Regions from separate parts of the Mus musculus genome. Here region 2 is linked to region 1. A link is a contact called in public HiChIP or PLAC-seq data. All regions are on one chromosome and are shown on one strand. The core of a region is the stretch at or near the end of the contact, and the rest is flanking DNA. Distances in the headings are between cores, read along the strand shown. Region 1 overlaps Shb (src homology 2 domain-containing transforming protein B). Region 2 has its middle 43 kb from the start of Gm22055.

What was found. HiChIP or PLAC-seq counts read pairs in DNA pulled down with a chosen protein or histone mark.
Region 2: a contact with region 1 is called in an H3K27ac HiChIP or PLAC-seq map of epiblast stem cells. The contact joins two enhancer-like sites. A contact is called at or near these places in 8 of 39 promoter capture datasets (the 3T3-L1 cell line, embryonic stem cells, epiblast stem cells and 3 more), 2 of 484 Hi-C or Micro-C datasets (germline stem cells and myocytes) and 6 of 115 datasets of contacts at active chromatin or transcription factors (the SCID.adh cell line, embryonic stem cells, epiblast stem cells and 1 more).

Annotation. Positions count from the first base shown.
Region 1 is chr4:45,512,559-45,516,149 of GRCm38.p6, reverse strand. All of the region lies in intron 1 of Shb (src homology 2 domain-containing transforming protein B), which reads left to right. Among named protein-coding and RNA genes, the nearest start is that of Shb, 16 kb to the left of the region's middle. Within about 2 kb of position 1,994, at least 220 of the 459 cell types and tissues checked have an H3K27ac peak or open chromatin away from gene starts, as enhancers often do. A contact at or near this core is called in embryonic stem cells, epiblast stem cells, extraembryonic endoderm stem cells and 2 more, where this site is marked.
Region 2 is chr4:45,589,763-45,593,353 of GRCm38.p6, reverse strand. No RefSeq gene overlaps it. Among named protein-coding and RNA genes, the nearest start is that of Gm22055, 43 kb to the right of the region's middle. Within about 2 kb of position 1,678, at least 40 of the 459 cell types and tissues checked have an H3K27ac peak or open chromatin away from gene starts, as enhancers often do. A contact at or near this core is called in embryonic stem cells, epiblast stem cells, extraembryonic endoderm stem cells and 2 more, where this site is marked.

The DNA of each region.
Region 1 (3,591 bases), core at 745-3,244:
GACAGGATGGTGGCAGTGAGTGTCATCACTTGCCAGTCACCTGCAGGACAGCTGAGAATGCTGGGACAGCTTGGATCACATTGCCAGAACTTGAGCCTGGAGGTTGTTCCAAGTGCAGACACTGAACTCAGGGATGTGGCTGAGTCCTATCAACTCGCCCTCACCTCATGGCAGGGCCCCTGTGGGGGTGAGGTGGCCGTGGGCCTGATTCTGAAATGGGAAACTTCAGTTCAGGCAGGCTTCTTGTTTGGAGGCATGGCTAAAAGGTTTTAGCCACGATGCCTCTGGTGGCAGCGGAAACTGCTGACATTGTTGGCTCTCCATGGGCTGCTGATGAAGTAGTTTGGGGGTCAGTTTGTTGTCCGTGAGTACTGTCCTTTGCATCTCTTCCCCCACTCCAGCACCCCCCACCCTCCCTCCCGGTTTCCTCGGGATTGCTTTAAAGTTCAGCAAGTTGAGGTTCCGTTGGTGCTCCAGCTTTTGGTACCATGAAGGCAAATTTCAGCGGTACGATGTCTCTCCTTTTTAGTTATTTTATACTTTGTGGTAAAAAGATACCGAAAGAGAACACCAGGTTCATACATTCTTGTGTCTTCCCCAGACTCCTCGAATTCAAATAGGAATCAGCGCTTCCTTGGTAGAGAGCCCTGCTGTCCTGTAAAGAGTTATAGATTTGAATTTCAAAGGCTTGTGTGAATGGGGCATGGCTAGAAACCTGGAATTCAGTCTAGAAGTTGGTCAGCCCCCCTATCCCCAGTAAGATTGTCATCCTTAGTCTTCCTCTGTTACTGTGGTGTGACATTACCTGTTCTTTAATGAAAGACCACCGTTCTGTAAGGGCTTCTGGCATTTACCAGCCTCGGTCCAGAGATGTTCAAACCTTGACTGGCATATGTGGGTAGACTCAAAATAATGAGTTTGACCTAGAGGTTATACTATAGCGGTCTGTGTTGTAAATTGTCGAGCGGCATGGACTTGATTTTAAAATGCTCCTGCAGGACAGTACTGGATTTGATCCCAGAAACTGTGTGGTGTAGTCCTGTGTTCTTGTAATCCCAGCACTAGGGAGGCAGAGATGGGCACACCCCTGGGGCTCCCTGGCCAGCCAGCCTAGTTTACCTGACAAGATCCTGTCTCAAAAGCAAGGTAGGCAGCAGTGGGAGAAGACACCAAGAATTGACCTTTGGCCTTCACCCACATTCCTGTACACACATGAACAATGTATACACATAGTCTAAATCCCTGGGTTCCCTCTCCAGCAGGCACAGCAGGGTGTGCTGGTGTACGAGGCCATTGAGTTCTAGGCAAGACCTGTCGGAAACAGAGTTAGCTGTTGGCTTGTTTCAGGTCAAAAAGAGTGACCAGAAACAGTGAAGGAACATGGTGACACAGTTGGGAGGCGCCTCAGGAGTCTGAGGAATTTATTCAAGAATAGAATGAAGAGTGTTACGGTGATTTAGTTACTTTAAAGCACTGGAAAAAACCACGGGAAATGGCTGATGTGAGATGCAGGCCTGTAGTGAGAAGGAGCAGCCGACAGGCGTGGAGTTCAGCGACTACTGTGGGGCTGCAGAGGGAGAAGCTGTGGGTGAAATGCCTGCGATAGGAAAAGCCTGTGTGTGCATTCCCCACACTTCCCCCCAACACACCCCACCCCCCACTTGCAGAAAAGGGGCAGGGAGGAAATAGACCTGAATTGTTAACAGTGGCTGTCACAGGAAGGTTGGATTATTTTACAGTTTCAAGAACAAAGGCAGATTATTTAATCACAAAAGCAAATTAGAAAATGAAGTTTCAACAAGACTGAAAAGCACTGTCAACAACAGTGCCGCCCCAAGCTCCCTAGGAGGGGTGTGGGAAGGTAGGGAAGTTAGGCAGTGACCAGCTGAGATTTGTGCTGGGCCATCTGAATGAGTTGCTGAACTTCAAAGCCAGGGCTGAGGGTGTCTCATTGTGTCGGAATGCTGGTGATCACAGGAAGTGGTGACAAGCCCTTTGTTATATAAGCCTACCAGGCTTGCTCATCCATGCTAGCCCTCCGTGCTGGATGCGACCGACATCTGTCTGTATCAATGGCCACAGCCCATGCTTAGCACTGTATCGGAAACGCACTGTCAGGCCGGGGAAGACGAAGTTCACACCCTCTCTTCCTTAACTCCCTCTGGGGCTGTGGGGCGGGGGAGGAGGGGAATTACCGCAGAGGGAGGGCCTGACTGGCTGTATTCCTGCCTGACCCAGGAAGGGGTGGGGATTTTCTTGGCTACCTGCCAAAGCAAGAGCCTGCATTTTGATCTCTTCTGTTTCTCCAGTCCTGTCTGTCTGTCTGTCTTGCTGTGACATCTGTGAACATGCTGTGGAATGTTGTTGCTCTGCAGACAGGGGACAGTTTTCCTCTCAAACTCAGCAGGAGGCAGACAGAAGCACAGGACAGGTGCCTAGTGAAGTCTCAGAGCCTCTGTGTGTGTGCTGCAGGTGTGTCCCCACTGGTAGATGAGGAGCCCTGAGTCTCACAGGGAGGAGAGAGCTCAGTTCCTGTCTCAGGGCTTTGGTAGTGGTGGTTTTGTTTGTTTTTGTTTTGTTTTGGCTGCTTTCTATGGTCTCCAGGGCATGCTGTACTCTGCCCTATTAGTTAAGTCCCTGCATTGCCCCATGTGGTCCATATAGATGTGAAAGGAATGTACCAACCATTTTTCTTCAAAGGGAGGTGTCCTGGGGGTCAAGGCCTGCCAAACTTCCCTGTTTTTGTTGACCTCCCTGTGTTATCTGGACACCGGGAATCCGGCTCCTTGAGCACACATACTTATTTTTCATTGACCACCCCCCACCCCCCAACAGCTGGAACAGAACCTGGAACACTGAAGCCGCTTTGGGTGAATTGGACTTTCAACGTCCAGGGCCAGGTGCCTTGGCAGGTCCCATCCTGTCTGAGCCACTGGGCCTGCATTTGTAAAATGGCCAGGTGTTAGTCTTGTTCAGAAATCTTTCCCCAAAGGCTTCAGCCATCTCCAGACAGCAGGTTCCCATAGAATGCAGTAAGAGAGACTCAGAAACCATGGCGAGTGAGGGTTTCTTACTGTCAGGTCAAGGCCCAGTCATCCGACGACTGTTGTTTGCAGTTAAGGAGACACAAGAAGTCAAGTCCCACAGCTTCGTAAGGAAACCACGTTTCTCACTATGGTTTCCAGTCCTCCTGTGTGGACGGCACTTGGCCTGCTCTTGGAAGGCCTGTGTGTTCATTCTCTGGTCGATCACTCACTTTTTCACCTGAATGGCGTTGGAAAAGCCTCAGGCACTTAATATCTAAAACTGCAGAGGGTGGAAAATTTACCAGGCCAAGAGCTTCAGAGAAATGTGGGGCCTCCTTGGGGAATTGCTCAGACAAGAGAGACCAGTAGGGTGTTTAGGCATGAGTCTGTTGCCCCAAGGGTGACAATATGTTGTTGGCCTGTGTTAAGTTTTTCATTTGTACAGCACAGGGGTCAGCAGGCTTTCTGTATGAAGCATATAAGGATGAAGAGTTTTAGGCTTTTGGCAATGGCAACTCGGTTTCTCTTGTAGCTCCTCAGCTCTGCCCTAGTCACGCAGCAGGGG
Region 2 (3,591 bases), core at 429-2,928, 78 kb before region 1:
TCGGCTTCTTTGGGGCCTCAGATGGAAAAACTACTAAAACAAGCAGGGGGCAGACAGGAGCTTCCTAAAGGTACCATCCTGGCTGCCTGAGCTCCTCCTGTCAGGAAACAGTTCCCAACTCCAGTCCAGGCCAAGATCAGTTTGAGTCTGTCCACAGAGACAGTGGAGCCATCCATCGCTCAAGGCAAAGCTCTGAGCTCTAAGGGTAATAGACAGTGCTCCAAACCGCGTCCTGGGGTGGAAATGCCATTAGAGAAGACAGTTGATGCCACAGCAGAAGACATGGAAGAAGAGAGGAGATCCTGACTGCTCTCCTCAATGGGAACATCACTGGCTGATTGAGCAAGGCTCAGGAAGGCCCACCCCCACCCCCCACTGTCTTCACAAGTCTTCTGGGCTGGCCTGACTTGTGTTTCCATGGTAACATCTTAACCATCAGTGACCATGTGAACCAAGTGTGTCCCATGTTTTGCCTCTGCCCTAAGGAATCCTGTGTCCTCTTTTAAATCTTGAAGACATGGCCCTAGGTGTGTCTTCTAAAGAGTTTAAAATCCAGTCAAGATGACAGTGAAGATTAGCTGTGGTAGATGACATCTAGGAAGGGGCCCAAACACAGGAAAAGCACGTGGGCAAGAAGAGCACCAACTGTTGGCCTACCCTGTCTTCCAGAGCTTCTGTTTCCAGTCAGGAAATTCTGTTTCCCATTCCTGAGAATTTAGTGAAACCCTTAAAGACCACTCAATATTGTCCACCCCAGTTCCAGGAATGCAGGCCAATGGAATGAATCTCTTCCTCCAACGTCACACTATCTCTCTCAAGCCTCCACTCCCACCCCACCTTCACCTGCCACCTCAGGACTTCTCTCAGACAGCCTGACCAGTAGTTGTGATGTGGAGGCTGGGCTGAGCTCCCTTCCCTGAGCTTGAGTGAGAGGGTGTGGACAGAGAGGGGTCTCTTTTACGGGACACATTGGACAAACCACACATAGCTCCAAGATCAATGCGAAGATTGTGTCTGGGATCTGGGAGATGTCTCTCCACCACTTCATCCCTATGCGCTACAACAAAATGAGGAGGATAAGATGCCAGCCCCTGTCAGGGAAACCACAAAATCTTCCCCAGCTGAGAGTAATCCCTGGACTCCGCCCAACTCGCCCAACTCCGCCCAACTCGAGACTGGGCTTCCCCAACTGGAGCGTGAAGAGGGCCCTTCCAGCCCCATTGTTGGAGGCAGAATGGCTGGGAATTCCTAGGATGGGAGGAGTGTAGCTAAATCTCAGAGAAGTACAGCCCACCCCAGCCCAGCCACACCAACCAGCCCTGCTCACCCTATTCAAACCCTCCCTCAAACAGTCAAGTGATAAAGGGTCATCCCCAGAAATGGGAACCTCATTGATATGGTCTCTTGCTGGAGCCCCCCAAAAGGGAAGTTCCTGGAACATCGTCCACCCCGCCTCTTGGCAGCCCCTCCCACTTCATTTTCACTCCCTTGGATGATGGACAATGAGGCAGGAAGAGCCCAAGGGAGGCTGGGAACTAGGAACTGGTGGGGGGGGGGGATCCACAGATGACAGAAGTCTCTGCTTCAGGGTTCAGCTCTGCCACTGTCCACGCTGTGTGCCTTCTCGTCCCCGGGCCTTTCTCCTTCGAGGCCTCTCTCCACCCTGGGTCTGTGGGTCTGCACTTACCTCAGTGCTCAGCCCCAGCGCTTCACTGCTGCCCCCAGACCTTCCCACAGTTCCTCACTCAGCTCCGCCACTTTCCCCAAAGAATAATTAACCTCCGTCAGGTGCTCCTGGGAAGGGCTGGGAGCAGCAGGGGAGCACTTTGCAGAATAAGAAAGCCATTTGAAGCGAGGGATCGGGCGCGGCTCCTGCTGCTGCTTGTCAGCCAAACTTACCGCGGGGAGTCTCTTACCCTTTGGTTTCTGGCAAGACCCCGGCCGCTTTGTGTTTATTTATTCATTCAACAATTATCGATTGTGTACCTGCTGAGAACACCCATCCTAAGTGCAGGGAGAACAACACAAAGACAAGTTCTTGCTAGTCGCAAGTTTTGCTTTCCTGTAAGGAAAAGGGACAATTGCGCCCCCCTTTTCTCCCTCTCTATGCATGCACAAGTATGATGTCAGAGGGAAAGAAAATATTCAAAACACAAAAATAAGGCTCCCATCACCTACAACACCATCTAACAAGCTGCCATAAGGCTAGTGGGAAATATTTAACCACTTCTTTCCAGGCTTGTAGCTTTACTTCAGGATACTGTTGAAACTTGAAGAGGTAAGACCTCTCTGGAGGAATTCCGGGATCCTTCCCTTTGTAACCTCTGCTTCATAACCAGCAGGAATCAAAGACTTTAATCTGCCAGCATGATGTCCCTCGCAGGCACAAGAGGCTAAGCAGCTGTGGGCTGAACCTTCTATCATCAATAGCCAACATAACCCTGCCTCTACTATGTCTTCAGATGTTTTGGTTGTAGCAATGAAAAGTGAGTAACATAGCCTGATGGTAGACTGGGATCCCAAATATGAAATCCACTCCGCACAGCTGGCTATTTAAAGTTAATTATTACCTTTATAGGTAAAATATAATAACCACATGCATCTATATATGTGCACATTCATAATTTATGCAAATATAATATTAAATTAATGATATCCGATCTTAATGTGTTTTGCTAATCCCACTGGGTGAGAAAAAGACTGTTATGGGGTCTGCTTGATCCAGCTTAGAAATCAATTCACACACCAGTTCAATGCAGATGACAAAAATTTATTGTAATCAAGCCACTACTGATTGATCAGTGTCGCAGAACAGATTTGGGGGCTGACTACTGTTGGTTTACATGCAATTCCACTAGGCTTCCCCGTGGGTCCTAGCAACGGCTTACATCATCATCTGCCGCCAAAACCTGGGCCGCCAAGTGCTGATATTAAAGGACTGCTTGCCAACCCATTTCTCTTTGTTCCCACCAGTCTCTCTCTTCCCCTTTCTGTCCTTCTCTGTTCCAGCTTCAACGTCATGGCTCTGCTCCTGTCTGTCTGCCTCTACCCCTTCTCCAGGTCCCCACTCTCTTCCCTTCCCCCAAATGAACCTCCTTTATACCAGGTCTGTTGTATGATGGGTTTTACCAGGAGGACGGACACCTTGGCATGGGCCCACCAGGTACTAACACATCTCTCGCCGCATTATATTTCATAATAAATGTGACCCCTGAACCAGAATATCACAGACTATTTAAGCTTACAAATCACATACATCTGTACCAAGTTATTGTTACATTTTTTTCATCAATCGGTATTTAGGAGTAAGGGTTTTCTTTATGTGGCTAATCTATGTCAATTGACCTAGAATGTAGGTACTACAGTTCTACCAATCAAATCCATTTGTTCTTTTGCAGTTAGGAACAGTCATTATGTTCTGGAACAGAAGATAACAGAAGCTGTTCAGCTGGCGAACTCCTTGGTTGCCCTAGGACGTGGGATCTTGAACCTAGTTTCCTCCTGTAATTAAATACAGTCTGAAACAAAATGGTAGTACTTAGGACATGTTTCTTTTGTTTGCTCCCAACATGACCATTGCCACAATTTTTT